Linked DNA regions of Sus scrofa: all the other regions are linked to region 4. A link is a contact called in public Hi-C and HiChIP or PLAC-seq data. All regions are on one chromosome and are shown on one strand. Each heading gives the region's core, a stretch centred on a gene start, on an enhancer-like site or on the middle of the called end of the contact. The rest is flanking DNA. Distances are from core to core; before and after follow the strand shown. Region 1 holds the start of FBRS (probable fibrosin-1). Region 2 holds the start of PHKG2 (phosphorylase kinase catalytic subunit gamma 2). Region 3 holds the start of RNF40 (E3 ubiquitin-protein ligase BRE1B). Region 4 holds the start of SETD1A (histone-lysine N-methyltransferase SETD1A). Region 5 holds the start of SRCAP (helicase SRCAP).

Evidence for each region. A called contact is a pair of places that touch in the nucleus more often than the background predicts. HiChIP or PLAC-seq counts read pairs in DNA pulled down with a chosen protein or histone mark.
Region 1: a contact with region 4 is called in an H3K27ac HiChIP or PLAC-seq map of alveolar macrophages. The contact joins the promoter of FBRS here to the promoter of SETD1A in region 4. A contact is called at or near these places in 1 of 47 Hi-C or Micro-C datasets (liver) and 1 of 2 datasets of contacts at active chromatin or transcription factors (alveolar macrophages).
Region 2: a contact with region 4 is called in an H3K27ac HiChIP or PLAC-seq map of alveolar macrophages. The contact joins the promoter of PHKG2 here to the promoter of SETD1A in region 4. A contact is called at or near these places in 2 of 5 promoter capture datasets (fetal liver and fetal skeletal muscle) and 1 of 2 datasets of contacts at active chromatin or transcription factors (alveolar macrophages).
Region 3: a Hi-C map of skeletal muscle shows a contact between it and region 4, with 4 times the contacts expected there. The contact joins the promoter of RNF40 here to the promoter of SETD1A in region 4. A contact is called at or near these places in 2 of 5 promoter capture datasets (fetal skeletal muscle and liver), 2 of 47 Hi-C or Micro-C datasets (liver and skeletal muscle) and 1 of 2 datasets of contacts at active chromatin or transcription factors (alveolar macrophages).
Region 5: an H3K27ac HiChIP or PLAC-seq map of alveolar macrophages shows a contact between it and region 4. The contact joins the promoter of SRCAP here to the promoter of SETD1A in region 4. A contact is called at or near these places in 1 of 5 promoter capture datasets (fetal liver) and 1 of 2 datasets of contacts at active chromatin or transcription factors (alveolar macrophages).

The regions. Positions count from the first base shown.
Region 1 is chr3:17,741,186-17,746,544 of Sscrofa11.1, reverse strand. FBRS (probable fibrosin-1) reads left to right here and starts at 2,734. Exons shown (of 18, transcript XM_021086415.1): 1 at 2,734-4,278; 2 at 4,569-4,748. The coding sequence starts at 3,823. PRR14 (proline-rich protein 14) reads left to right here. Exons shown (of 12, transcript XM_021086416.1): 11 at 117-188; 12 at 279-660. The coding sequence ends at 558.
Region 2 is chr3:17,651,856-17,657,894 of Sscrofa11.1, reverse strand. It overlaps PHKG2 (phosphorylase kinase catalytic subunit gamma 2), which reads left to right and starts at 1,254. Exons shown (of 10, transcript NM_001166317.2): 1 at 1,254-1,338; 2 at 1,660-1,772. The coding sequence starts at 1,678.
Region 3 is chr3:17,634,160-17,640,105 of Sscrofa11.1, reverse strand. RNF40 (E3 ubiquitin-protein ligase BRE1B) reads left to right here and starts at 4,116. Exons shown (of 20, transcript XM_021086412.1): 1 at 4,116-4,247; 2 at 4,357-4,559; 3 at 4,945-5,112; 4 at 5,247-5,388. The coding sequence starts at 4,428. It overlaps CCDC189 (coiled-coil domain-containing protein 189), which reads right to left and starts at 3,952. Exons shown (of 8, transcript XM_013992414.2): 1 at 3,445-3,952; 2 at 3,111-3,142; 3 at 2,717-2,782; 4 at 2,372-2,541; 5 at 813-883; 6 at 363-432; 7 at 183-272. The coding sequence starts at 3,660.
Region 4 is chr3:17,487,227-17,493,382 of Sscrofa11.1, reverse strand. It overlaps SETD1A (histone-lysine N-methyltransferase SETD1A), which reads left to right and starts at 2,986. Exons shown (of 21, transcript XM_021086406.1): 1 at 2,986-5,437. ORAI3 (protein orai-3) reads left to right here. Exons shown (of 2, transcript XM_003481021.4): 2 at 1,135-2,859. The coding sequence ends at 1,803.
Region 5 is chr3:17,698,406-17,704,179 of Sscrofa11.1, reverse strand. SRCAP (helicase SRCAP) reads left to right here and starts at 1,318. Exons shown (of 34, transcript XM_005653006.3): 1 at 1,318-1,645; 2 at 3,085-3,158; 3 at 3,961-4,223; 4 at 5,025-5,276. The coding sequence starts at 4,170.

The sequences.
Region 1 (5,359 bases), core at 1,485-3,984, 250 kb before region 4:
GCACTCCTGGCTCCTGGCACATCCTAGAAACTGAAATACAGACCAGGCCTTGCTTATCCCTTCTTCCAGGGCCACTGGTCCCACGTTTCTCAGAGGCCTCTGCCCTTTGCTCACAGGTTGAACAAGAAGGAGTTCAGCCTGGAAGAAATTTACACCAATAAGAATTACCAGTCACCCACGACCAGGAGGTGAGACACTTTGAAGTCTTGGGGGTGACATAGGGAAGGCTGGAGCCAGGGGGCACGCTGGTAACCAGCACTCCTCCCTGCCTGGTCCAGGACCTTTGAGACCATCTTCGAGGAACCCCGGGAGCGCAACGGGACCCTGATTTTCACCAGCTCAAAGAAGCTCCGGCGGACTGTAGAATTTCGGGACTGCAGCCTTCCTCGATCCAGGCGGCCATCTCGAGGGGCCCGGGCTGCAGCTGGCAGGACCGTTACTCCCAATCTGGCCCCCAACCCAGATGTGGGGCCCCTGCTGCAGCAGCGACTGCAGGAGCTGGATGCCTTGCTCCTCGAAGAGGAGGAAGGGGATCAAGAGCAGCCCCATCGGACTTAGAAGCGCCATCTGTTTGTCCGTTCATCCTGGAGGGAGGGGAAGTCTCTAAGGCAGTTATATTTTTTCTCTACATTTCTAGTAAAGTTTTCGATATGTTTCTGATTCTTTTATAAGTCTCTATCTGAGTTTGAGAGTAGCTGGCAGTACTGGCTGCCAAAGACTAGGAAATGGGGAGGTACCAGGGGAGATGGTGAAGGATGGATATAGGGAAGGGGGTGGAGAAATGGTCATTGGAGACACTTTTTATTTATTTGGCTGCCCCATGGCATATGGAGTTCCTGGGCCTGGAATCAGATCCAAGCTGCAGTTTCTGCATGTGCTACAGCTGGGGCAACGCTGGATCCTTTAACCCACTGCAAGGGGCAGGGATTGGACCTGCACCTTGGTGTTGGAAGAGATACTGCTGATCCCCTTGCGCCACAGTGGGAACTCCTGGAGATACTCTGGTTTTAAGAATCTTCCCGGAGTTCCCATCGTGGCCCAGGGGAAACGAATCTGACTAGGAACCACGAGGTTTCGGGTTCGATCCTTGGCCTCGCTCAGTGGGTTGAGGATCCAGCGTAGTTGTGAGCTGTGGTGTAAGTTGCAGATGTGGCTCGGATCTGGCATTGCTGTCGCTCTCGCATAGGCTGGCAGCAATAGCTCTGATTAGACCCCTAGCCTGGGAACCTCCATATGCCCTGGGTGTGACCCTAAAAGGACAAAAGACCAAAAAAAAAAAAAAAAAATCTTCCCATGTGATGGAGTTCCCATTGTGGCTCTGGGTTAAGAACCCAACTAGTATCCATGAGGATAAGTGTTTGATGATCCCTGGCCTTGCTCAGCAGGTTAAGGGTCCAGTGTTGCTGCAAGCTGTGGTGTAGGTGACAGATGTGGCTCAGATCTGGCATTGCTGTGGCTGTGGTGTAGGCCAGCAGCTAAGCTCTGATTCAAGCCCTAACCTGGGAACCTCCATATGCTGCAGCTGCAACCCTAAAAAGGAAAAAAAAGAATTTTCCCATATGGATACGTCTGAATTTCCTCCAGAAGATACTATGATTCTATACCTGGTCAGGGTTCTCTCAACTCACTTACGTCGCAGAGGACAGATGTAAAGACCCAGAGTGGACGAAGGCCTTGATCACCATGGCCCTGAGTTCCTCCTAACACACAGGCCAGGATCCTCCTGCTGGATTCAAGAGCTGAGTACTCAGCTATAATTAAGCACCTACAACAACCTGTCCCAGTTACCTGACCTACACAAAGCCTTGTGAGAGTCATACCCATTTAATATATAAGCAAGCAAGTTGACTGTTCCAGTGCTATGTCCACCTTAAAAGGGTAACCTAAACAACCAGCGGACGTAAGTGGCACTGTACATCTTTCATAACTTAGAGGCAAAATACAGCAGTGGTCAAGAGCACTGACTGGAGCTAAACTTGAGTCCAAACCCTGGCTGGGAAATTAAACCTGCATCAATTCCCTGCTCCTTCTGTAAAATGGGGCTGATAGGAGTATCTTCCTAAGAGACTTCGTACTGTCAAACGAGTTAATATGAGAGAAAGTGCCCGGCACACAGGACAAGGTGTTTCTTGCTAGAACGCGGAGACCATAGGCAAGCACTCTCTCACTGCACCGACCCATAACGGGATGCGGTTTGCTTGCCGCGCGACTAGAGCTCTCAAAACACGCCGCAAGCTCTAGCCATCCCGCACCGCGGGAGATCCCGCTGAGCAGCTACCCGACGGAGGTACCACCACGCGCGTGCGCGAAAAGCCAAGCGGCCGGTGGACTAAGCCAAACGGCGGAAAGGGAGAGAAGACGTAGCGCGCGGCAGACAAGGACCTGCCTCGGCCCCGCGCCGCCCAGCGGCCAACCGTCCCTAGGACTCGCGCACCCCATCCGGATCCTTGCCTAGACGCCGTCAGGTCACGGGCCAATGAACGAAGAGCAGGAAGAGGCGGGGTCATCTGAAGGACCGCCCCAAGCACGTACTTCTAACCAGTCGAGTCATAAGACTTGATGAAGGGAGGAGCTAATCTGACGTATACCCAATCCAAGATTTGAGGGCGGCTACATATTACCCACTCCCCGGAGTTTGACTCCGCCCTTCGCCTTGACGTACACGTCTCAACCTATCAACGACTAAGCCTGTAGAGGGGTGAGGGGAAGGGGGCGGAGAGTGGGAGGAGGCAAAGAGAGGAAGGAGGCGTAGGCTGAGGAGGAAGAGGGAGGAGGGGCAGGGAAGTCCTGGCGGAGAGGAGGCCCCAGACTCCAAAGGAGACAACAGGAGGGTACGCAGAAGCTCCCTCCCTACCCAGCAGCCGTTCCGGATCCCTTAAGGCGCAAGTCAGACAGAGACGGAGGAAAGGAGGAAGAGACTTTTATGTCGGCAGACAGAGAAGCTCTACCCGTCACCGTTGCCTCACATCCGGGGCTTTGGAGGGCTGGCCCCCGCGGCCCCGCCCCCCCCTCGCGCCTTTCATGGCGACCGGAGGCGGAGGCTGGAAGAGCTGGGCTTGGAGGAGGCCCCTTTAAATCTCCTTAAAGGGGTGGCCACTCATCTCGGCAGACTACAACGCCAGCCTTTAAAGGGGAAGCCACCGAACAGACGCTGACAAATTGAGAACTGTGCTGTTGGGAGAATTGGAAGGAGTGGGGATTCTCACCGCCTCTCCTCCCCCACGCAAGAAGTCCTTTAAATTCAACTTAAAGGGGAAGTGGCTGCTTGTGGAGGACTAGAAACTAACTCCCGAGCCCTTAAAGGGGCGGCCTGCTGTTTGGAGAACCCTGGACTCCTTAAAGGGGTGGCCTCTTTTCGTCGGAGGACTTGAGGCACTTTTAAAGGGGAGGTCTGCGTTTCGGGTCGAGCTTTCGGCCCCTTTTAAAGGGGTGGCCCTTCCTCTTCCTCGGGGAGACTTGTCTCGACCCCTGGCAGGGGGCGGCCACCGAACTAGGCCGGTCGGACACCGTCGGGTCGTCTTAAAGGGGACAGGGGCTGAACAACTTGAGGCCTTGCCTTAAAGGAACGGCCGCTCCGTTTTCGTCGTCTCGTCCCCGCCGGCCCCACAGGGGGGGCCCTCAGGCTTGTCGCCCCGGGGGCGGCGCCGGCTTCCCGGGCCTTGGCCTTGGGGCAAGCTCGGGGCCAGGAGATCCTGCTTTAAAGGGGAAGCCGTGGCCCTCTCGTCCCTGTGCAGCCGCCAGCGCCGCGCGTGCGACCCCGGGCCTGCGGACAGGCCGCTTCGGGCCCCGCCGCCTCCGGATGCGGCGCTGAGGGCGGTCGCCATGGAGACGGCAGCGGCCGCGGCTCCCGGCCCGGGCTGGGCCGCTGAGGGGGAGCGGCGGCGGCGGCGCTGCTCGCGCCGAGACCGAGACCGGGAGCAGCGGCGCCGCCGAGGTCCCGGCGGCGACGCGCCCCGGGCCCTATTGGCCGCCCCGCGCGGTTCCTCGTCCTCGTCGTCGCCGCCGCCGCCCGCCAGGCCCTGGTCGTCAGCTTCATCTGGAGAGCGGCCGGGAGGCCCGAGACGGCGGCGGCCGCGTCCCAGGCCTCGGCCCCCGCGACCCCGAGCTCGGAAGCGGCCTGCCGGCTCGGGCAGCCGCGGGGAGGAAGAGGAGGAGGAGGAGGAGGGGGGCGCAGACGATGGGGAGGCCGAGGAGGAGCCAGAGGAGGAGGAAGAAGAGGAGGAGGACTTGATCGATGGCTTCGCCATCGCCAGCTTCGCCAGCCTCGAAGCCTTGCAGGTGGGGTCTGATGGGGCTGGGGACCCTTGGGGGGCTTCAGAGGGCCAGAGAGAAGAGTATGAGGCCTGGAGTGGGTGGAGTTGAGGGGGGAATGCTGGCACCCCAAACCAGAGCAACCGGCTCCTCTGGCCAGGCCTCTGCCCCACCCTGGGGTGGGAGGAGGTAGAGCTAGTCTCCAGGGACCAACCAGGTTACCTGGCCTCTGAGCCACTCTGGTAGCCTGGTCACCCCTAGAGAGATCGGGAGCTTTCTGTTTTTCATCTACTTCAGTTCCACCTCCTCTTCCACAGAAGGATGCATCTCTTCAGCCCCCAGAGCGACTGGAGCATCGGCTAAAGCATTCTGGGAAGCGGAAGAGGGGGGGCTCCAGTGGAGCCACTGGGGAGCCAGGGGACAGCTCTGATCGAGAGCCTGGCCGACCCTCTGGGGATCGGGCCCGAAAATGGCCCAATAAGCGGAGAAGGAAAGAGGTGAGCTTGCCCCAGATCCCTGTGCTTTCAAACTCTGGCCATAAGGTTTTTCACTTAGACCTGTTTTCCATCAGCAATGCTGCCACCCATTGTAAACAGTGATCCCAGTCTCTAAGGGCAGAGAGAAAGGTAGAGCAAACTTGAGCTCCCACTGCCCTGTCCAGGTCTGACAAAGACGTGTCCACTGTCGGACCTGCTTGCTTTTGGCTGACACTAAAGTCTGTCATAGACATGTGGGTAATTCAGAGATGTATCAGAGGGACTTAGTTGAATCATAAATGAATTAGGTACAGTCTCTGTCCTCCTGTGTAACCCAGTGCCAGTCTAGCAAGTAAGAAAGAAAAGCTAGCAGCAAATACCTAGACCAAAACCTGAGACGTACCAGAAGGCAGAGATCTGGGAGAGATGCTGCAGAAACCCACATGAGGAAGCCACTCATTCGGCCTGGGGGATGGGAGGAGTGTTGTGGTTAGGGAAAGCCCCCTGGGATGTCTTAGTCAGGCCTTGAAGGATAGTCATAAGTTTGCTAAGAAGAGAAACGGGGCAAAGTTGTTTTGGACCGAAGCACAAAGATGTGAGAATCTGGTCTGTTTGGGAAATGGCCAGAGCGT
Region 2 (6,039 bases), core at 5-2,504, 170 kb before region 4:
CTCACTCTAATGGGGATGTTTTTGCTGCTAGGCCCTTTTAGAGGTGAGAGCTAGAAAATACCTAATTTTATCTATTTTAAAAATTATTCCTAAAATTATGCCTCCAATTTCAATCAGTCATAAGGTCCTTTCTGTTCCCCATTCCAAATTCTATATTCCTACAGTAAGAACCCTGACTGCCAAATACATCAATATGTTTATTCATTTGTTCAGTTTCAAAATAATTATTCCATTATACTACCAAGCCGGTCTACCAAATATGGTGTAAGGTCAAAATACTCTTAAAAAGTTACTTGTATTCATTTTTTAACTTCTTCCACGTTTGTGATCCCAAAGTGACATTTCTAAGATAGTTGTTAGGTTAAAAGAATTCATTCTCTGCCTCTTTCTCAGGAACATAACTTCCACAAGGGTAAGGACTTTTTTTTTTTCTTTCTTTCTTTCTTTCTTTCATTGCTGTTAATCTAACGCTGAGACGCTCAACAAATATTTGTTGAATGAGTAAATGAATGTCAGGGTTGAGCTATGCACTAATATCTATGAAGTCAGTCGCTCCTGCAAGAATCTCACAACTTGGTAGGCTTAGAGCAGAGTGTGACACCATCCAAGGCTTTTGGGAGCGGGTGGCGGAAGACTGGGAAGATGTATAACCCCAGGTGTGGGCACTATGGCTTTGGAGGTATCCAAGGTTTGGAGCAGCCACAAGACGAGAGAGTCTCTAGTGGCTGACTGGCCACAGCTCATTCAAGTTCGAACCAAAGTGGCCAAGTTGAGCTGCAAGCTGCGAGCCCCGAGCGTTTTAAAGGCTGGAGGCTGCCTCTCAAGGTAAGAGCTTTGGATCAGCTGCTAATGTTTTTAAAAGTCGAATTCACATAGAGATTCTGGGAGACTGAAAGTGCCATGCCCAAAAACGAGAGTCAGAGGCGCATTAAGCCCCGCGTCCCGGGTACGCGGAGGTTACACTTCCCGGTAAACCTAACTTCCGGGTCCCGCTCCAAGGCCCCAGCTCCGCAGGTCAACAAGCTCCTCCCCTGCTGACCTCGCGGATGCCGTATGCTGATGGGTCGTATCTGAAGCCCCGCCCTAGCGTCGCAACCATTGGTAACTCCAAGCTTCCACTCCCGCGCCAGCCCAGAGATTCTCGGCTTCTTATTGGACTATCAGCTTTCAATCGGAGGGGTCTTTGAACTTCAGTTTTCAGGTGGCGCTGGCCATTGGTGGACAGGATGGGGGCGGGGCCTGAGGTTTTTGCCGGTACCGTCTCGGGTAAGGGACTAGAGCAGAACCCCGCGACTGAGCTGCTTTGACTCTACTCTTGCTCTTCTCCCCGCCCGGCGGGTATGTCCCCGCGAGACCCCGCGCCCCGTCCCGGCGCCTGCCCAAGTGCGCCTGCGCAGCAACAGCCACCGGCCCGAGTGCCCCTTCCCCCCTTCCACCGCACCTTTTCCCTTCCCCCCCTGCCCCCTCCTTGCCTTGCCACCCTGTCCCGACCCCTAAAGGCCCTTTCGTGGGGTCTCCCCAGTCCCGATCCTTCCCCCACCCCGTCCCCCATCCCTCAGGATCCTGGCTCCCCAGCCGCAAGGGCTGCGCCCCCGTGAGCCGCGATGTGCGTCCTCTCAGAGCCTGTGGGCCTCACTGCCCTCCGTTTCCTCCACACAGGCGCCCCCCTCCTTCAGAATGACGCTGGACGTGGGACCAGAGGATGAGCTGCCCGACTGGGCTGCGGCCAAGGAGTTTTACCAGAAGTACGACCCTAAGGACGTCATTGGCAGGTGAGGCCGCGCCCAGTGAAATGGAGGTCTTGAGAGGTCAGGTCCTAGCCAGGATACACAGTTCCCTCTGAGGGCTGAGAGTTCTAAATGGGAAGGGTTAGTGGGGAGCAGAGGAACGTTTAGTGACTAGACTCATTTGTTCTGGGTTAATCCCCATTTTTCCACAAATTCATTCATTTATGTATTCGACGAACAATTCAGGCACCTCCTGTGCCAGGCACAAAGGTGAACACAGGGAGCATGGAACAGATGTTTATGCTCTGGAGGTACTCCAAGTGAAGTGACTAAAAGATATATGAAAAAGTATCAGGCTATGTAGAAAGTGCTGCGGGGTCTCAGAAAACCACAGCTTCCCAGAAGGGGTGATATTTGGGTCTTGAAGGATGAACAGGAGTTCAGCACACAACAAATAGAAGGAAAGCCCCACTTGTAGAGGCAGTGGCAGATACATTTATACATGAGGGTTTTCTAGGCACATACAATGTGCTGGGTGCACTGTGCTAGGCACTGGAGATGTAAGATCTATCTTACAAGGTTTCTGTTCTCCTGGAGTTTCTATTCTAGCGGTAGAGAAAGACAGTAAACAGGAAAACAAGTTAAAGTTCAGTGTCAGTGCTAGGGAGAAAATGAAGAGGGTGATGGAACAAGAGTAATTAATGGAGCTGAGACTTAGAGCATGAGAATGAACAAATCATGAACTGAGGCAGGATATATTCCAGACAGAGGGAATGGCAAGAAAAGGGCCTATTCACAACACAGATAGAAGATCATAGTGGCTAGAATATGGTGTGAGTGGAAAAAGGGGGAGGAAATTAAGTTGGAGAGGTAAATAGAGGTTGGATTGTGTAGAGCCTTGGGCCAAGATAAAAAATTTAAATTTTGGAGTTCCCATCCTGGCTCAGCAGAAACAAATCTGACTAGTATCCATGAGGACGATGGTTCGATCCCTGGCCTCGCTCAGTGGGTTAAGGATCCGGAATTGCCATGAGCTGTGGTGTAGGTCGCAGACGCGGCTCAGCTCTGGCATTGCTGTGACTGTGATGTAGGCTGGTGGTTAGAGCTCTGATTCGACCCCTAGCCTAGGAGCCTCCATGCACTGTGGATGTGGCCCTAAAAAAAAGACCAATTAAAAATAAAAAAAAAAAAAGAATTTAAATTTTATTCTAGTGACACTGGTATCTTCAAGCAGGGTACTAGCATGATCTGACTTACATTTCTGTGATTTGGGACCTAGTAACATCCTTTCTGTGCCTCAGTTTCTCCACTGTAAATGGGGGATAAAAATAGATCCTGCCTTGTAGGTTGCTGTGAGGATGGAAAGGGTTAATATGATACTGTTGGAACATGGTAAGTGCTCAATACAGGTGTGTGGTTACATTTTAAAAGATCATTCTGGGAGTTCCTGCTGTGGCACAGCCAGTTAAGGATCCTGCGTTGTCTCTGGTGGTATGGGTTCAATCCCTAGCCCAGAAACTTCCACATGTTGCGGATGAGGCCCCCCCAAAATCCTTTGTTAAAAAAATAAAAAAACTGGAGTTCCTGTCGTTGTGCAGCGAAAACGAATCTGACTAGGAACCATGAGGTTGTGGGTTCAATCCCTGGCCTTGCTCAGTGGGTTACGGATCCAGTGTTGCTGTGAGCTGTGGCATAGGTTGCAGACATAGCTCAGATCCCACGTTTCTGTGGCTGTGGAGTAGGCTGGCAGCTGTATTAGACCCCTAACCTGGGAACCTCCATATGCCATGGGTGCAGCCCTAAAAAGATAAAAAAAAAAAAAAAAAATCCTTCTGGCTCTTATGTGGAAAGTGGTTAGGAGAGAGGCAAGAATGGAAGCATAGAGACCACCTGACTAGAAAGATACCGATTCTTTGAAGTTAGCGATGGTGATGGTTTAGACCAGAGTGGCAGGGGTAAAGCTGGAGAGAAGTGGATAGATGCAGGTGATGGTTTGAAGGGATATAGTTTCCTGAGGGCTTGGATATGGACCAAGAGGGAAATGGAAGGAAACAAGTATCACGTCCAAGGTTTGGATTTGTGTGGCTGAAGAAATGAAGAAGATTGGGGAGGGGTGAGCAAATCAAGAGTTCCATTTTGACCTGCCGAAGGCAGGGGCGGGAAGAGTTCCGTTTTGAAAAGGTTAAATCCGGTCGGAATTGTCAAGGAGGCCTTTTGAGTCTGGAACACAAAAGAGAGAGCTGGGCTAGAGCTGTAAATTTGGGAGGCATCGTTGGATTTGGCAAGAGAAATGTAGGAAAGTGAGAGAGGCCCAGGCTCAGACCCTGGGGTATGTCACCGTTAAGGGATTAGAGAAGTGGGAGACACCATCTGTGAGTTAGAAAGAAAGACACAAGACTGATGTGCTTCTGGAAGGTTGGCATGGTCTGCTGTGACGCATGCTGCAGAGGCCAGGAAACCTGATGGGAGTGTGACCAATAAGACTCGTTCAGGGTGTTCCTGCTGTGGCGCAATGGGATCGGCGGTTTCTTTGCAGAAGCAGAATGCAGGTTCAGTCCCCCATTGGGGTAGAGGATCAGGTGTTACGCAAGCAGAGCAACTTCATATGCTGCAGGGCAGCCAAAAGAAAAAGAAAAGGATTTGCCCAGGAGTTTCTGTTGTGGCTCCCCAGTTAAGGACATGACTTTGTCTCCGTGAGGATACGGGTTTGATCACTGGCTTGGCTCAATGGATTAAGAATCTGGCGTTACTGAAAGTTGCAGTGTAAATTGCAGATGAGGCCCGAATCTGGTGTTGCTGTGGCTGTGGTGTAGGCCACAGCTGCAGCTCCAGTTCCACCCTTGGTATATGGATGTTCTCAGGCTGGGGATTGAATCTGAGCATTTGTGACCTATGCCACAGCTGTGGCAATGCCAGATCCTTAACCCACTGTGCTGGGTGGGGGATCAAATTGGCAACACTGCAGACAGAAGCTGGATCAGTAACCCACTGCATCACAGTGGGAGCTCCATGTTCAGACTCCTATATATCACATGGAGATTTCAAAAAAGGCTATTGGAATCAGGAGTTGTGGAGGTAGGGCAAGGCTTGAGATGGTACAGCAGGAGTTATTTGCACATAGTTGGTATTTAAAGGGAGGCAGTATGGGAAAAAAACCCCAAGAAATTCTGAGTGCATTCCACAGGTCACTATAAGGTTGACAGTATTAGGTATCATTTAAAAAGAGAACAGTTGCTCTAGGGGTACCTCTGAGAAATGAGAGAACACTTAGAACTTACTGGAAAAAAAATTTTTTTTTTTTTTTTTTTGAAAGCTGGTACTTAGGGACACGGAAGCTCCATAAGGCTTTTTTGTTTTTTTTTTTCCATTACTCGAATGAATTTATCACATCTGTAGTTGTATAATGATCATAACAATCCAATTTCACAGGATTTCCATCCCACAGCCCAAGCACATCCCCCCACCCCCAAACTGTCTCCTCTGGAGACCATAAGTCTGTGCGTCAGCATCTGTTCTGCAAAGAAGTTCCGTCTGTCCTTTTTTCAGATTCCACATGTCAGTGAAAGCATTTGATGTTGGTGTCTCATTGTATGGCTGACTTCACTTGGCGTGATAATTGCTAGGTCCATCCATGTTGCTAAAAATGCCAAAATTTTGTTCCTTTTAATGGCTGAGTAATACTCCATTGTGTATATGTACCACAGCTTCTTGATCCACTCCTCTGTCGATGGACATTTAGGTTGTTTCCATGTCTTGGCTATTGTAATGGTGCTGTAGTGAACATTGGAGTACATGTGTCTTTGTGAATCGTGGTTTTCTCTGGATAGATGCCCAGGAATGGGATTGCTGGATCAAATGGTAGTTCTATGTTTAGTTTTCTGAGGAATCTCCATACTGCTTTCCACCGTGGTTGCACCAATTTACAATCCCACCAACAGTGTACTAGGGTTCCTTTTTCTCCACACCCTCTCCAGCACTTATTGTTTGTAGACTTTTGGATGATGGCCGTTCTGGCTGGTGTAAGGTGGTACCTTATCGTGGTTTTGATTTGCATTTCTCTAATAATGAGTGATGTTGAACATCTTTGCATGTGTTTTTTGGCCATCTGTATGTGTTCTCTGGAGAACTGTCTGTTTAGATCTTCTGCCCATTTTTGGATGGGGTTGTTTGTTTTTTTGGTATGGAGCTGCAGAAGGTGTTTATAAGTTTTAGAGATTGATCCCTTGTCAGTTGATTCACTTGCAAAGATTTTCTCCCATTCTGTGGGTTGTCTTTTTGTTTTGTTTAGGGTTTCCTTTGCTGTGCAGAAACT
Region 3 (5,946 bases), core at 2,867-5,366, 150 kb before region 4:
TTTTAGAATCCTTTTCTGGAGCTCCTGCCTCACCCCCAGCAGCCACCTTGGACTTACTGCCTGGGGAAACGCGGAGAAAAGGGCACCACGAGTAAAAAAGTCTGAAGTCCTGATGTGGTCTAAACCCTTCCTTTTACACCTGCCCAAAGTCACACGGGACCCTAAGCCCTCTGGGTCCTCACTTGGCTCTTGCTCTGGCTGGACTCCCGCTTCCGGTTCCTCCTCCTGTGGGCTGGCTGCTGGCTCCTCCACCTCTTCGCCCTCCTCTTTCTCTGTAAGTCGGAAGCAGGAAGAGGCTGCGGCTGCGGCTGTGGCGACAGCCGCAGCGCAGTCCGGCCCTGGCCCTCGGCCTCCTCTCTTACCCGTCTCATCCTCTGGCCAGAGCCTGGGTGGCTGTAGCCCCATGTAAGTCAAAGAGAGATCCAGCCGCACCTGGGAAGAGGGAGGAAGACGGTGTCTGAGGGTAGGATACCGCAGTGCGGGAAAGGGGGCAAGGAGGAGCCTCTTGGAGCCCACGGCCCCGTACCTGGGGTGTGAAGACATACTTGTAGAGCTTGAAGTGGCGGAAGTAGGTGTTGACCACATAATCGGCCAGGGCCAACAGCTGTTCCTCCTTAAAGAGGTTGATACTGAAGGGGGGCCGCTGTGGGGATGCCCGGGAGGTTAGGGGACTGACCACCCCCGGAAGCCCTCACCTTTTCTGCAAGTGCCCAGCCATCTGGGGCAGGAAAGAGCCGGGTGTGAGAGAGGGTGGGGGACTAGGCTAGCCCTTGTCTGGGGGAAAGTGACCCTCCTGTTCCAGGGCAACTGACCCTGACTCCGTGGCAAAATAGAACGCTGGTGAAGTAGCGGTAACATTCCTCCACATTGCCCAACGGAGTTGCTGGGAGGGAAAGCAAGAGGTGACAGTGAGGCTCCCTCCCTGATAACCATTCGTTCATTTTACTCACCCGAAAGCCACCTATCGAGCATGAGCTTAATTTTTTTCTAGTGTTTACATTGTTGGCTGTGCCTGCGGCATGCAGAAGTTCCAGGGCCAGGGAGTGAACCCGCACCATAGCTGCGACCTGAGCCACAGTGGTGACACCGGATCCTGAGCCTGCTGAGCCACCAGGGAACTCCTGAGCAGAAGCTTTAGAAGTAGCCAGATCTAGGCAGCAAATATTGAGTACCCACTGTGTACTGCTCTAGGCCCCGATCAAGACAGAGGAGGTCCTGCCCTTAATACACTTATATTCTGGTCAGAGTGACCTACAACAAGCCAAGAAATACATAATTTTAAGTCTTGTTAAACATTCTGTAGGAAATCAGTTCCAGGAATAAAGCAGGAGTTATTTCACGGAACACCATGCACATATATTTACATATATCACATATACTATTTCTCAGAACAGTTTCATAATGTTATTGCTATATCCTTATTAGAAATAAGGAAATAGGAATTCCTGTCGTGGCGCAGTGGTTAACGAATCCAACTAGGAACCACAAGGTTGAGGGTTCGATCCCTGGCCTCGCTCAGTGGGTTAAGGACCCGGCGTTGCGGTGAGCTGTGGTGTAGCTCACAGATACAACTTGAATCCCATGTTGCTGTGGCTCTGGCGTAGGCCGGTGGCAACAGCTCCGATTTGACCCCAAGCCTGGGAACCTCCATATGCCATGGGAGTGGCCCTAGAAAAGGCACAAAGACAAAAACAAATGAAAAATAAATAAATAAATAAGGAAATAGGAGTTCCTGTCGTGGCACAGCAGAAATGAATCTGACTAGGAACCATGAGGTTGTGGGTTCAATCCCTGGCCTTGCTCAGTGGGTTAAGGATGTAGCACTGCCATGAGCTGCAGTGTAGGTTGCAGACACGGCTCGGATCTGGCATTGCTGTGGCTGTGGTGTAGGCTGGCAGCTGTAGCTTTAATTAGATCCCCTAGCCTGGGAACCTCCATATGCCGCGGGTGCGGCCCTAAGAAGCACAAAAAATAAGAAAAGAAAGAAAGAAGGAAATAGAGAGTTACCGTGTGGCTCAGCAGTAATGAACTCGACTAGTATCCAGGAGGATGCACATTCGATCCCTGGCCCCACTCTGGGTTAAGGATCTGGCATTGCTGTGGCTGAGGTGTATGTAGGCTGGCAGCTGTAGCTCCGATTTGACCCCTAACCTGGGAACTTCCGAATGCCATGGGAGTAGCGCTTAAAAGAAAAAAAAAAATAGGAAATGGAGGATTTGAAAGGTGAGGTGAGATAAGTTGTGTGTGATGATACTCCTAGTAATGTCAGAACCATGGTTTCAGGTGGTAATCCTGCTTTGACTCCCCTGGTCACTTGTGCCATCCTCCTCCTCTGCCCTGGACTCAACTCTCGGGTAGCCTCTCCTCTTACCGATACAGGCCTTGTGAAGATCTTGGAGCAGGGCACAAGCTGTTGATGTCTGCTCCAGTGAGAAGCCCTGATGGCGGCAGAAGATGAGTATGTGGGAGAAGAGGTCCAGGGTGATGGCATCTCGCAGGTTCTGCTCAGGACAGCTGAGCCCCAACAACTCAGCCAGCACCCTTGGGAAGGAGAGAGGAAGGAATGAGTGGCAACTAGAGTCTCCCTTCATCTCCCTTCACCACCCTACACTAAGTCACAAGGTGCTTTGGAGCCAGGCATTCCTCATGCCTTCCCAGCCCACTGCCTCAGCCTTCTCCAAGAGCCAGTTCTTCCTGTCCCTACTCCCCGCCATACTCCCTCATCTCCTCCACGTTGGTTGTCTTCTCCAGCCTCTGCATGGAATGGATGTCGAGGTACTTCCTATCATAGGAAAAGAGGGGAAAAGGTGTTGGCCATTATGCATTAGTCTTAGGACAAGGCTATGATGGCTAGAGCGTAGGACTGGGAAGCAAGAGACCTGAGTTAAGAGGTTTGGCTCTTCCACTAACTCGCTGTGTAACTTTATAACAAAGTCACTGAGGCAGCGGGAGACCTGGCTTATAGTCATCTTGGGTAATTGTATCTCTGGGCCTCAGTCTCCTTGTCTGTAAAATGGGAATTCCGTCCTGTTTGACAGGCTCGTAAGGAAGCGCTAAAGGAATAATACAAGTGTGAAGGGTAACTTTCCCTCAAAGCTCTTCACACTCACCATATGCAGATCCGGGGCTGGGGTAGCGGCGGCTGCGGGAGAGAAAGCGGATTGGGAAAGGCAGAGCTGCGTTGTTAGTCCTGGCCCGTGGTTCTTTGCCCTTGGTGAATCTCTGGTGGTCTAACAACGCGATACCTTGCCTTCTCATCTTAAAAACTGTGTACTAGCAATACCGGCGGGCTGGGCTTCGGCGATCCCTAAGTACTATTCATGAGCGTATTGACAAGCAGTTCAAGCCTGCCTCTTCACCAAGGCAGCCCGGGAAACAAACGGCCCCCTGCCTGGGAGCCCTTTTATAAACATTCATGAGCAGACCACTCTGACCTGTCCTCACCGGGAACAAGTTGGCTGCAGGATCTTCATTCGCATCCACTGAGGCCACGGTCCCTGACTCGGTCCGCACTCCTGTTCCCATCCTCTTGGCCGATTCATCCAACGAGCTGAGGTCCTTCTCATGGTCTTTCTCATGTTCTCGCCGCAGTTCGGAGTGCTGGTCCAGCTCCGACCGCCTTTTCAGTCGCCGGAATTGGCTGGATTTCCGGCGGATCATCTGGTCGCTCCTCTGTGTCGCGGGTCCCCACCGTCTTTATCCTGCCTCGGTTCTGGGACAGCCGATCTCGGGCGGCGACTGCCAAGGCCTGGCCCTTATCGACGCTTCAGCCAATCTACGCTGCAGAGAGGCCGGGTACAGCCAATCGGCTGGGGGCGTCCCTCCGTCTCAACGGTGACGGTTGCTAAGGAGGATCCAGTAGGAAGGGAGAAAGTGTACCGTGCTCGCCAAACTGTGAGAAGAGAATGCGCATGCATAATAAGATGCAAACCCCGCCCCGGTGCCCTCTCTTCGAAGTTGTTAATCTGAGGCAGGCGGCGTTATTAGGACTGCGGAGTGGAAGTGTGTTGTCAGTTACCATGGCAACTGCCTACCGGCCAATCACTGAGAGAAAGAGGAGGTGTTCAGAAAGAAACCAAACGGACGCAAGAGGAGGAACAAAGCACAACCAATAGAAACAGGAACTGGAGAAGATTTCGCCACATCCGGCGCTGCCTCTGGCGCCTGCGCTCTGTGCTGGGGGGCGGGGGTGCCCAGTGACGTCCGGTGAAGTCCAAGATGGCGGCGCTAGGCTGATCCTGCTGCTGGTGAGGGGCCCGGGGCCGGCGGGGCGGGGTCCGGCAGCTGTGTGCGGGGGTAGGCTCGTGGCTGCGGACCTCCGTCCCCTTCCCCAGCTCTACTCTCTGTCTTCTGCAGGTGACGGAAGTGCCGAGTCCGCCTGCCTGACGTCCTCGAGAGACCGGGGGCCGCTCCTCGCCGCCGCGGCCATGTCTGGGCCCGGCAACAAACGCGCCGCCGGCGATGGGGGCTCGGGGCCCCCAGAGAAGAAGCTGAACCGCGAGGAGAAGACAACAACAACGCTTATAGAGCCCATTCGTCTTGGGGGCATCTCTTCCACGGTTCGTGGGCTCCTGCCCCAGCCCGCCCAACTTCCCAGAACCGTTTTCCCAGTTCCCCAAGTTTAACCAGATCCACTTTACAGAGCATTCTGTTGAAGGAAACCTAGGACATGACGTCTGCCTTCCCCTCGCAGATAGGCAAACAGGTTCCCAGAGAGCGTGTGACAGACATGTCAGACTTCAGGTAGAAAGAGGCAGGAGCAGAACGTGACGCTCCTTACAAACAAGACGCTTCCTCCGTGGGTGTCTGAGCTTTGTATGTCCTGTTAGCAGTCTGCTCCCCTCTCACATCCGTTCTATCTGCTTTCCTTTGTCTCTTTCTCTGATTGGTTTCTTGGGCCCTTCTTGACCCTCTCTCTCCTCGGCCCCTCTGTTTCCTTGGTAGGAGGAGATGGACCTGAAGGTTCTGCAGTTCAAGAACAAGAAACTAGCAGAGCGATTGGAACAGAGACAGGCTTGTGAAGATGAACTCCGAGAACGAATTGAGAAACTGGAGAAGAGGCAGGCTACAGATGATGCCACACTCCTCATTGTCAATCGCTACTGGGCCCAGGTGAATGCCCCTCTCCTTTACAAGACTGGGCTTTGATCCAGCTGCCAGTTCTCAGACTTCTCTGTTAGAAAGGGAGTATCATGCTAGGAAGCACCTGAGGGATTCCTAACATTTTTGGTGCTTTCTCCTTTCAGCTGGATGAAACTGTGGAAGCCCTTCTCCGACACCATGAGAGCCAGGGGGAGCTGTCTTCAGGGCCAGAGGCGCCTGGGACCCAGGAAGGGCCAACGCGTGATGAGACCCCTCTCACAGAGCCAGGAACATCGGAGCTGAGGGGTAGGGCCAGAACCCTAGGATCTAGGAAGCTTAATTAAGTTCTGGGAAAGGTCCTGGAGAGGAAAGGATCTTGATAATCAGGCTGCTGAATTCCCTGCCTATACAAACACACACACACACAATTGATTTTATATTTGGGCAGCAAATCACAGTGGATAAGAACAGAGACTTTGGAATCTGAATGACTTGGTTAAGAGTACAATTCAGGTTTTATTTATTTATTTTTTTTGTCTTTTTGTCTTTTTGTTGTTGTTGTTGCTATTTCTTGGGCCACTCCCGCGGCATATGGAGGTTCCCAGGCTAGGGGTTGAATCGGAGCTGTAGCCACCGGCCTACGCCAGAGCCACAGCAACGCGGGATCCGAGCCGCATCTGCAACCTCCACCACAGCTCACGGCAACGCCGGATCGTTAACCCACTGAGCAAGGGCAGGGACCGAACCCGCAACCTCATGGTTCCTAGTCGGATTCGTTAACCACTGCGCCACGACGGGAACTCCCAATTCAGGTTTTAAAAGTATTACATGTATTTGTATTATGACTGTGTACTTGGCACTGGT
Region 4 (6,156 bases), core at 1,737-4,236:
ACACTTGATGTATATTATCTCATTAAATTTTCACAACAATACTATAAGACAGGTATGTGTGGGAGTTCTCTGGTGGTGCAGTAGATTCAGGATCCACTGTTGTCACAGCTGTGGTTCAGGTCATTGCTGTGACATGGGTTTGATTCCTGGCCCAGGAACTTCTGCATGCTGTGTGCGTGGCCAAAAAAAAGAGAGAGAGAGACAGGTGCTATTATCATTCTCTCCTCCAGATGAGGACATTGAGGCACAGAGAGAACTAAACTACTTGCTCAAGATTACACGGATTGGGAATTTCCGTTGCAGCTTGGCAGGTTAAGAACCTGACGTCTCTGTGAGGATGTGGGTTCAATCCCTGGCCTCGCTCATTGGGTTAAGGATACAGCATTGCTGTGAGCTATGGTATAGGTTGTAAATGCGGCTCAGATCTGGAGTTGTCGTGGCTGTGGTGTAGGCTGGCAGGTGCAGCTCCAATTCGACCCCAGCCCAGGAACTTCCATATGCCGCAGGTGCAGACCGAAAAAAAAAAATAGAAAGAAAGAGAGATTGAGATTACACAGTTTGTGGTGCTGAAAACGAACTCAGGCAGCCCCACTCCAGAATCTGTGCTTTTTTTTTTTTTTTTTTTTTTTTGTCTTTGCCAGGGCCACATCCGCGGCATATGAAGGTTCCCAGGCTAGGAGTCAAATAAGAGCTGTAGCCACCAGCCTATACCACAGCCACAGCAACTCGGGATCCGAGCTGCGTCTGCTACCTACACCATAGCTCAGGGCAACGCCAGATCCTTAACCCACTGAGCAAGGCCAGGGTTGAACCTGCGTCCTCATGGGTCCTCAGTGGTTCGTTAACCACTGAGCCACGACGAGAACTCGTGCTTTTTAACTCCCATGTTATAACAAGATTTGTCAGGAACATGGCATCCAGCCCTCCTGATAGCCGAGTGGGGAAACCGAGGTCTGGAATAGGACAGAGTCTTGCCAAGGCTGCCCATTCATTCCCTCAACAGACTGCATGCCTTCTTTCTGCCAAGCACTGTTCCAGGTCTTAGGGATGCGTCAGTGATGAATGACAACAGGCAAAAAACCCCTCTACTGTTGAGGTTATGAGCACTCAACCCATCCCCTCTTGTCCCCACAGGTGGCCATGGTAGAGGTACAGCTGGAGAGCAAATACGAATACCCGCCGGGCCTGCTGGTGGCCTTTAGTGCCTGCACCACGGTGCTGGTGGCTGTGCACCTCTTTGCACTCATGGTCTCCACGTGTCTGCTGCCTCATATTGAAGCCGTTAGCAACATCCACAACCTCAACTCTGTCCACCAGTCTCCACACCAGCGACTCCACCGCTATGTGGAGCTGGCCTGGGGCTTCTCCACTGCCTTGGGCACCTTCCTCTTCCTTGCTGAAGTTGTCCTGGTTGGCTGGGTCAAGTTTGTGCCCATCGGGGCCCCCTCGGGCACATCAGCCCCCATGGTACCTGCCTCCCAGGTGCCTGGGACTCTGCCACCAGTGGCCACCGCCCTTAGTCCAGCTTCCAAGCCATCCTCTGCATCTGTAGCCCCGTCACAGGCTGAGCCACCTGAGGCCTGCCCACCTCGGCAAGTGTGTGGCGGTGGTGGTGGTGGGGGGGGCCATGGACCAGGCTGGCAAGCAGCCATGGCCTCCACGGCAATCATGGTACCTGTAGGGCTTGTATTTGTGGTCTTTGCCCTGCATTTCTACCGCTCCTTGGTGGCACACAAGACAGACCGCCACAAGCAAGAGCTAGAGGAGCTGAGTCGCCTGCAGGGGGAGCTGCAGGCTGTGTAAGGCTGGTGTTAGCCACACTGCAAGCACTGCCTCCTTCAGGGGTCTGACTGAGGCCTCAGGTCTACAGACCCCATTCCCTGCCCCTGCCTGGAGCTACTTCCTGTGGCCACTCAGGTAGAGAACAGATTTCTGCCCTCAGGGCCCTTTGGGCTGGGCCTTGGGGTGGCTCCCACATTCCCAGGGATTCTCCCTGTCACTCTGTCCCATGGGTTTTGTAAGCTCTACTGTGCACTTGGGCTGGGAGGAGCAAAGGAAGAGGAAGGTCCTCAGTCCAAGGCTGATGCTGTAGGTAGAGGGGAAGCAGGGAGATCCTGGTCAGACCTTTGGTGCCGACCCTTAGCCACTTGCCTCTACACAGAATGTGGAGGTCGGTTGGAGGGTTACACGCCCACCTAGCTGCCCCAGAAGGCAGCCAATCCTTGCTTCGCTTCTGTAGAATTTGTTTTATGGCTGGCATCTGGGGGGTTGCAGGGTAGAAGAGGTTTTCCCCATCCTCAGATTTTTTTTCCCTTAATTTTTTTTCCTTTTTGGTCGCCCCAGGACATAGGGAGTTCCCAGACGAGGGATCAGATCCAAGCCTTAGCCGATACCTAAGCTGCAGCTGCACCAATGCCAAATCCTTAACTCACTGTGTGGGGCCGGGATTTGAACCTACATCCCAGGGCTCCCAAGATGCCACTGATCTCGTTGCACCAGAGCAGGAACTCCCCATCCTTAGATTTTGATGGGTTGCCCACTCTCACTTTGGTTGCTTCAGAGAGGGATTTGAATGTTTCTACCCCAGGCATAGGTCCAGCCTTTCCAAGGGGGAGCCTCCCTATTTGGAGGAGGTTCAAGTGCCCGCTCCACTGCTCTAGACCCACACTTATGCTTTTATATCTGGTTCTCACTCTCCTGGCCCAGGGATGGGTGTTGGTGTGCCCAGCCTGACTCCCTAGCAAGGGTTGGGTTGGCATGTAAAGGAGACGGTCCATTCCAGCCCTTGGAATACAGAACTATTCTGACACTGAATTTTTGATGCACCTGATTTTGTATAATAAATTGTTTCACACATGACCTTCTGGCTGTGAATGGGGGGAAGGGGAGGCCTCCTTGGGAACTGGTGACTTGTTCTTAAGAGTCAAGAGGCAAGTGTCACTGAGGGCAGAGCAGGGTGGGAGTAGAGGGGAGTGGGTTCTAGGTATGACCCCTTTCTGGTGCTGACAGGGGCCAGTGACTTCTGAATGTGGAGACTGAGTTATTCCTTTTTTTTTTTTTTTTTTTTTTTTTTTTTTTTTTTTTTTTTTTGCTTTTTTAGGGCCACACCTTCAGTACATGGAGGTTCCCAGGCTAGGTGACGAATCGGAGCCACAGCTCCTGGCCTATACCACAGCCACAGCAACATGGGATCCAAGCCGCGTCTGTGACCTACACCACAGAGCACGCCAACGCCAGATCCTTAACCCACTGCGTGAGGCCAGGGATCAAACTGGAAACCCCATGGTTCCTAGTCAGATTCATTTCTGCTGCACCACAAGGGGGGACTCCTGAGACCGAGTTATTCTAAAGCTAAAGGCTTTTGCACTGTGGTTCCTGAGCCCAGGGTCTCCAACTCTTCCACTGAGGATTTAATATGTTCCTTGTAGTGTTAAATTACTTTTCTTGAGTGACTACTACATACTAGGGGCTTCTCCTAGGTAATGTTTTTCCTTTTCTTTTTCTTTCTTTCTTTCAAGGTAATCTTATTTAATCCGTTTATTTACAATCACCTCAAGAGAAAGGTCTTTGTCATTACCATTTCAGAGATAAATTAGCTAGGAACTCCTTTAAGAAGACTGAGGCTCTTGCCCTAAGCCACTTAGTCATTATAAACTAGGACTACCTTTATCACCATGCAGGGAATCTTTTGTTTGAGAAAAGGAACCAATATCTTTCAACTGGGACAGAAAGGAACCTGATCTCATAGCCTACCCTCTACTGTAAATTAATTTTTTCAACTTTTCAAAATTGTGAAGGATCCTAATCCTTTCTTAGGATTCTTTTGGTGTGAGACCTCGGACCTATTACTCTATTGCTATTACTTAAATTTGTAAATTTGGGAGCTCCCCAATGGCCTAGAGGTAAAAAAAAATCCCACCTTGTCACTGCTCTGCCAAAGTTTGATCCCTGGCCAGAGGAAAAAAAAATTGTGAATTTGTATGAACCAGGCCTCGAGGGCCCCTCCTGCAGTTTTAACACCTACAGTCGTCTTGCATGACAGTAATCAACATCCATTTTCAGAGAAAGAATCTGAAGCCTTAAGAGGTCAGTGACTTGGCCAAGGTCATACATCGAGGGACTCATACACACATATCCGGAACCTAGGGGATCCTTGGCTCAAGTACAAGGGCTACCTGCGAGTGCCATTACCACCCAGAGACCAGGATGCCAGCGTCCTAGCCTGAGAAAAAGCATCAGGGCGACCTCAGTCGGAGGGTCCCAGGTTTAAGCCTGGACTAGTGCTGCCCTCGAGCGGCGGTACTGCGTAACCCAGGGAGGGCCGAGGATTGCGCAGCTGAAAACGGCAGGCGCTGGGACCATGAAGCCTGGGGAATCAACCAGCCCATCCTAGCTCAAGTACGACCTAGTTTATCATTTTTTACAGGACTGGCTCAAGGTCCTTCAGGACCTACCAGGGTTATCACATAACTTTGAGACAGGCTAAGATTTAAGCACTAACGGTGGGCCACTGTGGGCAAAACGCAGCACCCTCTGCAGGCCTCAGTGTCCCCATCTGTCAAATGGGTAGCTTAAACAGGCAGAGGCCCAGAAAAGATAACGGGAGGAATCTGCTCTCTGCATTATGCGCGGCGCCAAACAGTCTGAGTCACTGTAGTTGGTAGTATTTTTCCACCTCCGGGGTGCCCCTCCCAACCCGCCCCGGTTTCGGAGGGTCCTACAGGAAGCGCCCCCGCGACGCCGGGCTCCGCACGCTCTAACCACGCCCTCTGCGCGCAGCGCCCTGGCCCCGCCCACGAAAGAATTCGCAGATTCGCTAGGCCAGCTCCTCCTCAGAATTACTCCTCTATATTCGGCCGAAAATTCTCCTCGGACTCCGTAGCCATTACCCCCGGTCGGAAGTGAGCAGTCCTCTGAGTTGTGCTAGTAAGAAAGGTCCACGGAAAGTGGCCGACTCTGCCAACAGGGCTTGGCTATCGAGGCATTATTTTCTTGGCTCCATCAAGGCGGTGAAGGGAGGCAACAGCTGAGGCCAGGACCTGTGGCGAATCTGCAGCCTCTTAGACCTTCGGCCGCGTGAGGAAGGGGCAGGAAAGAGGAGCAAAAGGAGCGCGCATCCCGTCTACCGATTCGCCCCGCCCGCCTGACGAATCTGCGCTTGTTCAACGCGCCACTCAAATCTCCCCAGCTCTGGCTGGCCGCCTCCCCTCCGCCCCGCCCCCTTTTCCTCAGGGATTAGTCGCTGCTTTCGTCGCCGCCGATTCGTCAAGGACCCGAAGCCAGAGCAGCTGGATAGTTGTGGTGAAGCCCACTCTCCGGGGGATGCGGCCACTTTCCACGCTCCCTGGGCCACAACTCTCGAGCCTCACAGGGCGCCGGCCGAGGCGAAGCCGCTATCCTCGGCCCCTTGGGTCTCCCGGCAGCGCCCGTGGCGAAAGTGCGAATGTAGACGCTGTGCCCGCTGGGCCTCGCGCAGGTGGCGGTGGTGTTTGGTGCGCGCGCCGGGGAGGTGGTGGTGGGGGGGCGCCGCCGCCGCCACCGCTGCGGGGCCGGGTCTCGCGCTGTCGCCGCCGCCGCCGCCGCCGCCTCGCGCCGCTGAGGTGCCGCGCGGGGTGGGGGAGGGGGAGCCGCTCGCCGCGAGCGGGTGAGTGGGGCCGCGCCGCGCGTGCGCGGAGATGGGGGGGGCAGAACGCGCCGGGGCGGGAGGAGAGGGCAGCGGCGCGCGTTCCCCCCACCCCCCCGCCGGGATTCGGGGCCGAAGCCGGGTCTCGGGCTCGGTCTCGCGGTGTTTCCAACGCCCCGAAGAGGTGCCACCTCTTGGCCAGAGGATTGGGGCGCGGGGACGGGAGCGGGTGTGTGGGAGCGGGAGCCGGGCTTGGCCCGGGCCGCTGGCCGGTGAGGAGGCGGGAGGGGGCGGGGCCTGCCAGGGGGCGGGGGAGGGGTCTTGCGCGGAGGCCAAGTGGGGCGCGCGCTAGGGAGAGCGGGAAGGTAAGGGGGCGCGAGAGGGGCCTGGGGGCCTAAGGGGAGAGTTGGGAGGTGGATAGAGAATGGGGTGTTGTGGTGAAAGAAGGTACCCGGGGGGGAGATCTGGGGGAGCCACGGGTCCTGGTGAGGTGTGGAAACTGGGGTAATGAGAGAACCTGGAGTCGGGGCTAG
Region 5 (5,774 bases), core at 69-2,568, 210 kb before region 4:
CATTCCTCATCTGCCCCTCTTTGCTTTATTTACATCATCTTCTTGGTCCTTCTAGGTTTGAGTTTTCAACCACTGGTATTTGCTGTAAGAAAAACAGAACTTCGGAGTTCCCGTCGTGGCGCAGTGGTTAACAAATCCGACTAGGAACTATGAGGTTGCGGGTTTGATCCCTGCCCTTGCTCAGTGGGGTCAAGGTTCCGGCGTTGCGGTGAGCTGTGGTGTAGGTCGCAGACGCGAATCGGATCCTGCGTTGCTATGGCTCTGGCGTAGTCTGGCGGCTACAGCTCTGATTCGACCCCTTGCCCGGGAACCTCCATATGCCATGGGAGCGGCCCAAGAAATGCCAAAAAGACAAAAAAAATTAAAAAAATAAAATAAAAAAAATATTAAAAAAAGAGAAAGTTTAAAAAAAAAAGAAAAAGAAAAACAGAACTTCAAGTCAAGGTCAGAGAGAATCATCAACTCTTAGAGTAGAATGGAGATCTAAACTGAGCAGGTGAAGAGCTGAATGAAAGCTTTATTATGGCCTCCTAACCTGGCTCCTGGGTGGTCGGCCCTCATGAGGTAGATTTTGTGACAGTGCTTGTAACCTTGTGACTTAGACTGCTTGGCTATGAATCTTGGCTTTGAGCTCTATTACTCTATGAGCCTCAAATCATTTATAAATGGAGCATTGTTGGGATTGAGATCGTGCACAAGGTGCCCTCAGTAAAAGGTACGTTATTATTATTATTCTATTCCAGGGTGAGGGTATCAGATTCTCAAATGAGTTCCCTGGTGGCGCAGCGGGTTGAGGATCTCCGGTGGTCACTGATGGGGCTCTGGTCCCCACTTTGGCACGGATTTGATCCCTGGCCAGGGAACTTCCGCATGCCCGGCGTGCAGCCAACCCAACCATTACCAAAAAAACCCCCAAAACACAACAAATTTAAGGGGTTCTTAACTCAGAAAGTTGGCGACCTGATGCATAAATGCTTAGGAGCTATCAACAATACCACCCATGTGTCAAATGCATTGGCTCTATACGAGTGGACTGCAACGGGAATCCAGAGATCCAGGCTCCACTGCTAACTTGCTGAAAGTACCTGAGAAATTCCTTCAGCTCTCTGGGTGATCTATAAAAGAAGGTACGGTGGCCACGTCCCAGTGGGCAGCTGCAATGCAGCCCCAGTGGCAGGTTAGCCGGTGGAGGGTAAAGAGCTCTGCTGCGGGAAAGGCGCGGAGCCTCCGGGCGGACTACATTTCCCAGCCTGCCTTGCGCTTCGGGTAGCGCCCTACGTTAGCACGCGAGGCTCCCTGCTCTCCCAACCTCCAGTTACTGTCTCGCGAGAGGACGGGCCGCGCCGGCGGTAGCGATAGTGAGCTGTGGTGGTGGCGGTGGTGTTGGTGGTGGCGGCCGAGACGGCGGCGGCCATTTTGGTGAGGCCTCGGAAGCGGCGGCGGCGGTTCGCTGCGAGTAGCGTCTCCCATTTTCCCCACCCACCTCCCGCATCTCTGTGCCGTGAGAGGAAGCAGTGGAAGCAAGGCGGTGGCAGTAGCCGCGGGCCTCAGGGGGATTTAAAGGCCGCGAAGGAGGCGGCAAAGAGGGGGCCCTCCCCCTCCTCGGCGGGAGGGGGGGGTGGTGCGCACGCCCCCGAGGACGCAGGTAAGGAGAGGGAGACAAGATGGCGGACGCTCCACAGTTCCCCCTCCCCTGACGGCTGACTGCGCGCGCATCTTTCCGCCACCGCCTCCCCTCCCACCTTCCCGGGGTGCTGCGCGCGCACCTTCGGCCGGGGCCCCGGGGCCGGTGCGCGAGGCTGTCGGCGCGCGCCCATAGAGACAGGCTGAGGGGGGCCAGACCGGCCGGCACTGGGCTGGGGCGCGTCTTCTCTCCCCTTCCGCCCGTCTGCGCACGCGTGCCTGAGCGAGCGAGCGAGCCCTGAGAGGACGGACCCAGGTGCGCTCCTGCCCGCCCACCAACCCCAGCCCCCCACCTCAGGGGCGCGCGAGAAGAGGAAGGGGGGCGTGGGACGAGTAGTTGGGGCGCGCGCCCACCATATCCAGTCCGGAGCCAAGATCTGGCGGCACGAACCCTTCCTTATCTTAAGCTCTCTCGGTCTGGTGGTGGGGGGCTCCCTGACGGGCAGGGACGAGAGGCTTCCCAGCCCTGCGACCCTTGTGTGCGTGGGTTTGGGTTCTGGCGGGAGCCCCGGGGCGGTGAGCACAGCCGGCTCTCTCCGCCTCCAGGCGCGCACGCGCGGGCCCCTCCCCCAGTCTGTCGCGCACGTTGGGTGCGGTGGGAGTCTGGAGGGGGCGGGGCCATCTTAGGGCTAGTGGCAACTTGGGGCAGAGGTCAGGGGTCACGCCGGGTCAGGCTGTTGGGACGGCTTAGGAGATGGTGATGAAGCCTGGGGTCAAGAGTTCGGGCTTCTTGGATCCTGGTTAGCTTGAGTCCAGTGAATCAGTTGTGGAAGAGGGAGTGAATCAAAGGCTGCAGTGTGGTTAAGGAGCTTCCTTAAACACTGGGGAAACACTTCCGGGCCTTGTGTGGGTTTACCCTGCCTATTTCCGGGGCATGGGTCTTTGCTGTTCGGCCTTTCTCCCCTCCTGACTGCTCCTCTAAGGTCTCCTGTTGTAGTTCTTGTGTTTGGGGAAGTGTCTCCTGGCGCAGCATAGGAGGCCCAGGGCCCTGCCTTGAGAAAGGTTGGATTCTCCTATGTTCAGCCCTTACTGGAAAGGAGAGCAGGCTGCCAGGCTGCCAGTACCTTTTGAGCTTCTGGATGTGATAACTTGTTTGGCTTTGTTAATTTGCTCTTCATTCAGTGGTTGGAGCCTTTTACCTTTAAACTTTTTAAACTTTTTGGGAGGCTTCATTTCCTTACTTCAGCCAGAATCTCATGTCCTAGGGAATTCTTTTCACAAAACATTATTTGCTTTTATTTTTTGAATATGATCTATTTCTACTACTGTAATCCTTTTCAGTCTTTGAATTGACTTGGGTATATCTACGAGTCTCAAAAAAGTTAGTGTAAAGAAGGCTTCGATGGGTGTTGGTAAATGTAGATTGGTCCCTCATGCTCTTTTCCTTTCCATTTGTTTCAGGCGTGATTCTCCTCAGTACGGCGGCACCGTGGAAGTGCAGACTTTCACAGGGAGTGTGGTCTCAGCTCACACAGGTGAGAGTTCAAATACCATTTCGTGTACTGATGCTAATGAGAGAGATATTTGAGATAATTGTGGTGCAACAGCAGAACTGGGACTCTGAATAGAGAAAGATGTCTGCATCCTGGCTCTACCAAGGAAAGTAGCATGTTTTCCATGGTTCTGGTATCAGACTGTCTAGGTTTAAATCCTTCTCTTCCTCACTGTGTGACCTTATGCAAGTCATTTTGTCTCTGTGTTCTAATTTTCTAACTTATAAAATAGAGAAAAAAATTGGAATGTAAGCTCCAGTGGTTTTTTTTGCATAGGTCTGTCTTTAGTATGTAGAAGATATAAATAAGCATTATTATGGCATGGAATGTATCTGGTTTATAAGGCAGATGTGAGGATTATAGAATCCATCAAGTAAGTACTCAGTAGAGTATTTGACACATAGTAGATGCTCAAGGAATGAAGGTGTAATCATCAGGTTCATTTACCTTTATTCTTTAGCGTTACTTTCTAGTGTTGTGCTTGTTTTTAAAAAAATTTATTTAGGGGGTTCCCATTGTGGTGCAGCAGAAATGAATCGGACTAGTATCCATGAGGATGTGGGTTTGATCCCTGGCCTTGCTCAGTGGGTCAGCAGTCTGGTGTTGCTGTGAGCTGTGGTGTAGGTCGCAGATGTGGCTGGGATCCTGCGTTGCGGTGGCGTAGGTTGGCAGCTCCAGCTCCAGTTCGACCCCTAGCTTGGGAACTTCCATATGCCCTGAAAATAAAATAAAAAATTATTTAATTTTTCTAAGTTCTATTTCTATTCTTTTTACTTTGCTTTAGGTGCTCCAGAGGCCGGTGGACCTGAGCGGAGGCTGGGACGCCCTAGTGGGCCCCGGGCCCTGGAAGGCGGGTCCCGGTGGCCGGTGGCCCAGAATGAGGCCAGCTCCCAGCATGCCCTGCAGCCGGACGCCAGCCCCTCGGCCAGCAGCAGCGGTGACAACGACCCAGTCGTTCTTCAGGCATCCAGAGAGGAGCCTGGGAGTGGGACCATGCAGAGCAGCCCCTCCCCTGCTCACCCTCAGCTCCCAATCCTGCAAACACAGGTTCGAAATTGGGGAGGGTTTCTTCTCTGCATCTGGAGGTAGGGAAAAAGATCATGACTTTTGAAACTGGATAGATCTAGGTTTCTATACAGTATGCGTTCAGTGGTTGTGTGCTGAGCAACTGGGAAATTCTGTGACATAGAGTCTTTTGCCATTTTGTTGAGATAGGAACTTGAGTCGCACACTGTGAAGCCTGTGTGCCGGAGTGAATTTCATCAGTTCCTTCACTGTCTGCACTTAAGTAGGACTTTTTTCTCTACTTGGTATTGCTTGTACAGTGCCTTATAATGGGTAGATGTGTGAGAACAGTGACCCACCCTCCCATTCCCCTTCTCCCAACTCTCTAATGAAAGTATCAAGACTGGTGATCTTGGGCTTTTTTTTTTAGGTGTCACTGGAATTTGATACTAGCTCTAATTTATCTGCATAGGTGAATCTGCCATACTTGGTGTGAAAAGGAGGGAAAGATAGGGCGTTGTTCATGAACGTGAATGAAATCATTGACGTTCTGAAAGAATCGTTACAGTTAGGAGTCATGCGCTATAGTAGTATTCTTGAATTTGGAAACTCTCTAAATATCAGGGTGTGATTCCTCTTGCACGCCAAGGATTTATTGGAGTTGTGAATTTGCCATCTCGAGCACGTTATTAAAACTTTATCCCAAAGCTGTGTTTATAGAATAAGGGTTTATACCTTACTTCAGAGTTTTTTATTGTTAAGATAGAGTGATATAATGGACTTAAGAGCCCTGCTAGAGTTCTGCCAAGTATTCGTTTTGTCTTTCATTTCCCCCTTTTCTAGATGGTGTCGGACGGCATGACAGGCAGCAATCCTGTATCCCCTGCCTCATCCAGTTCCCCAGCCTCTAGTGGGGCAGGTGGCATCTCCCCCCAGCATATAGCTCAAGATTCCTCTTTGGATGGACCTCCAGGGCCCCCAGATGGTGCCACAGTGCCCCTGGAGGGGCTCAGCTTACCCCAGGCTGCTGACCTGGCTAACAAGGGCCCAAAGTGGGAGAAGAGCCATGCTGAGATTGCAGAGCAGGCCAAGCATGTACGTATTGGGAAGGCCATGAGGCTTCCTTAAGTGTCTTCTTTCCTGAACTCCTTTGTCCTGAGAGTATTTTACATTTCTTTCCTTATCATTGATTTAAGATATAGGCTCTGTTTTTTTTTTTTTTTTTTTTTTTCCCCTATGGCCACACTCACAGCTTGTGGAAGTTTCCAGGCTAGGGGTCGAATCAGAGCTGCAGCTGCTGGCTTATTCCACACCTCAGGGCAATGCTGCATCATTAACCCACTGAGTAGGGTCAGGGATCGAACTGCCATCCTCATGGATGGTAATCAGGTTCGTTTCCACTGAGCCATGATGGGGACTCCCCACAAAAATATGTTTTTATGAAAATAGTGTTTTTAAAAAACAGGATTACATAAATTGGAGTTTATAGCATGTATCTAGCATATTTTGCGTAAATAGAATGCTACAGAAATAAAATTCTTTTTATCTAGCGTCAGTAAGCGTGTTATCCCTGCTTCTCTGGGAAGCTCCCCA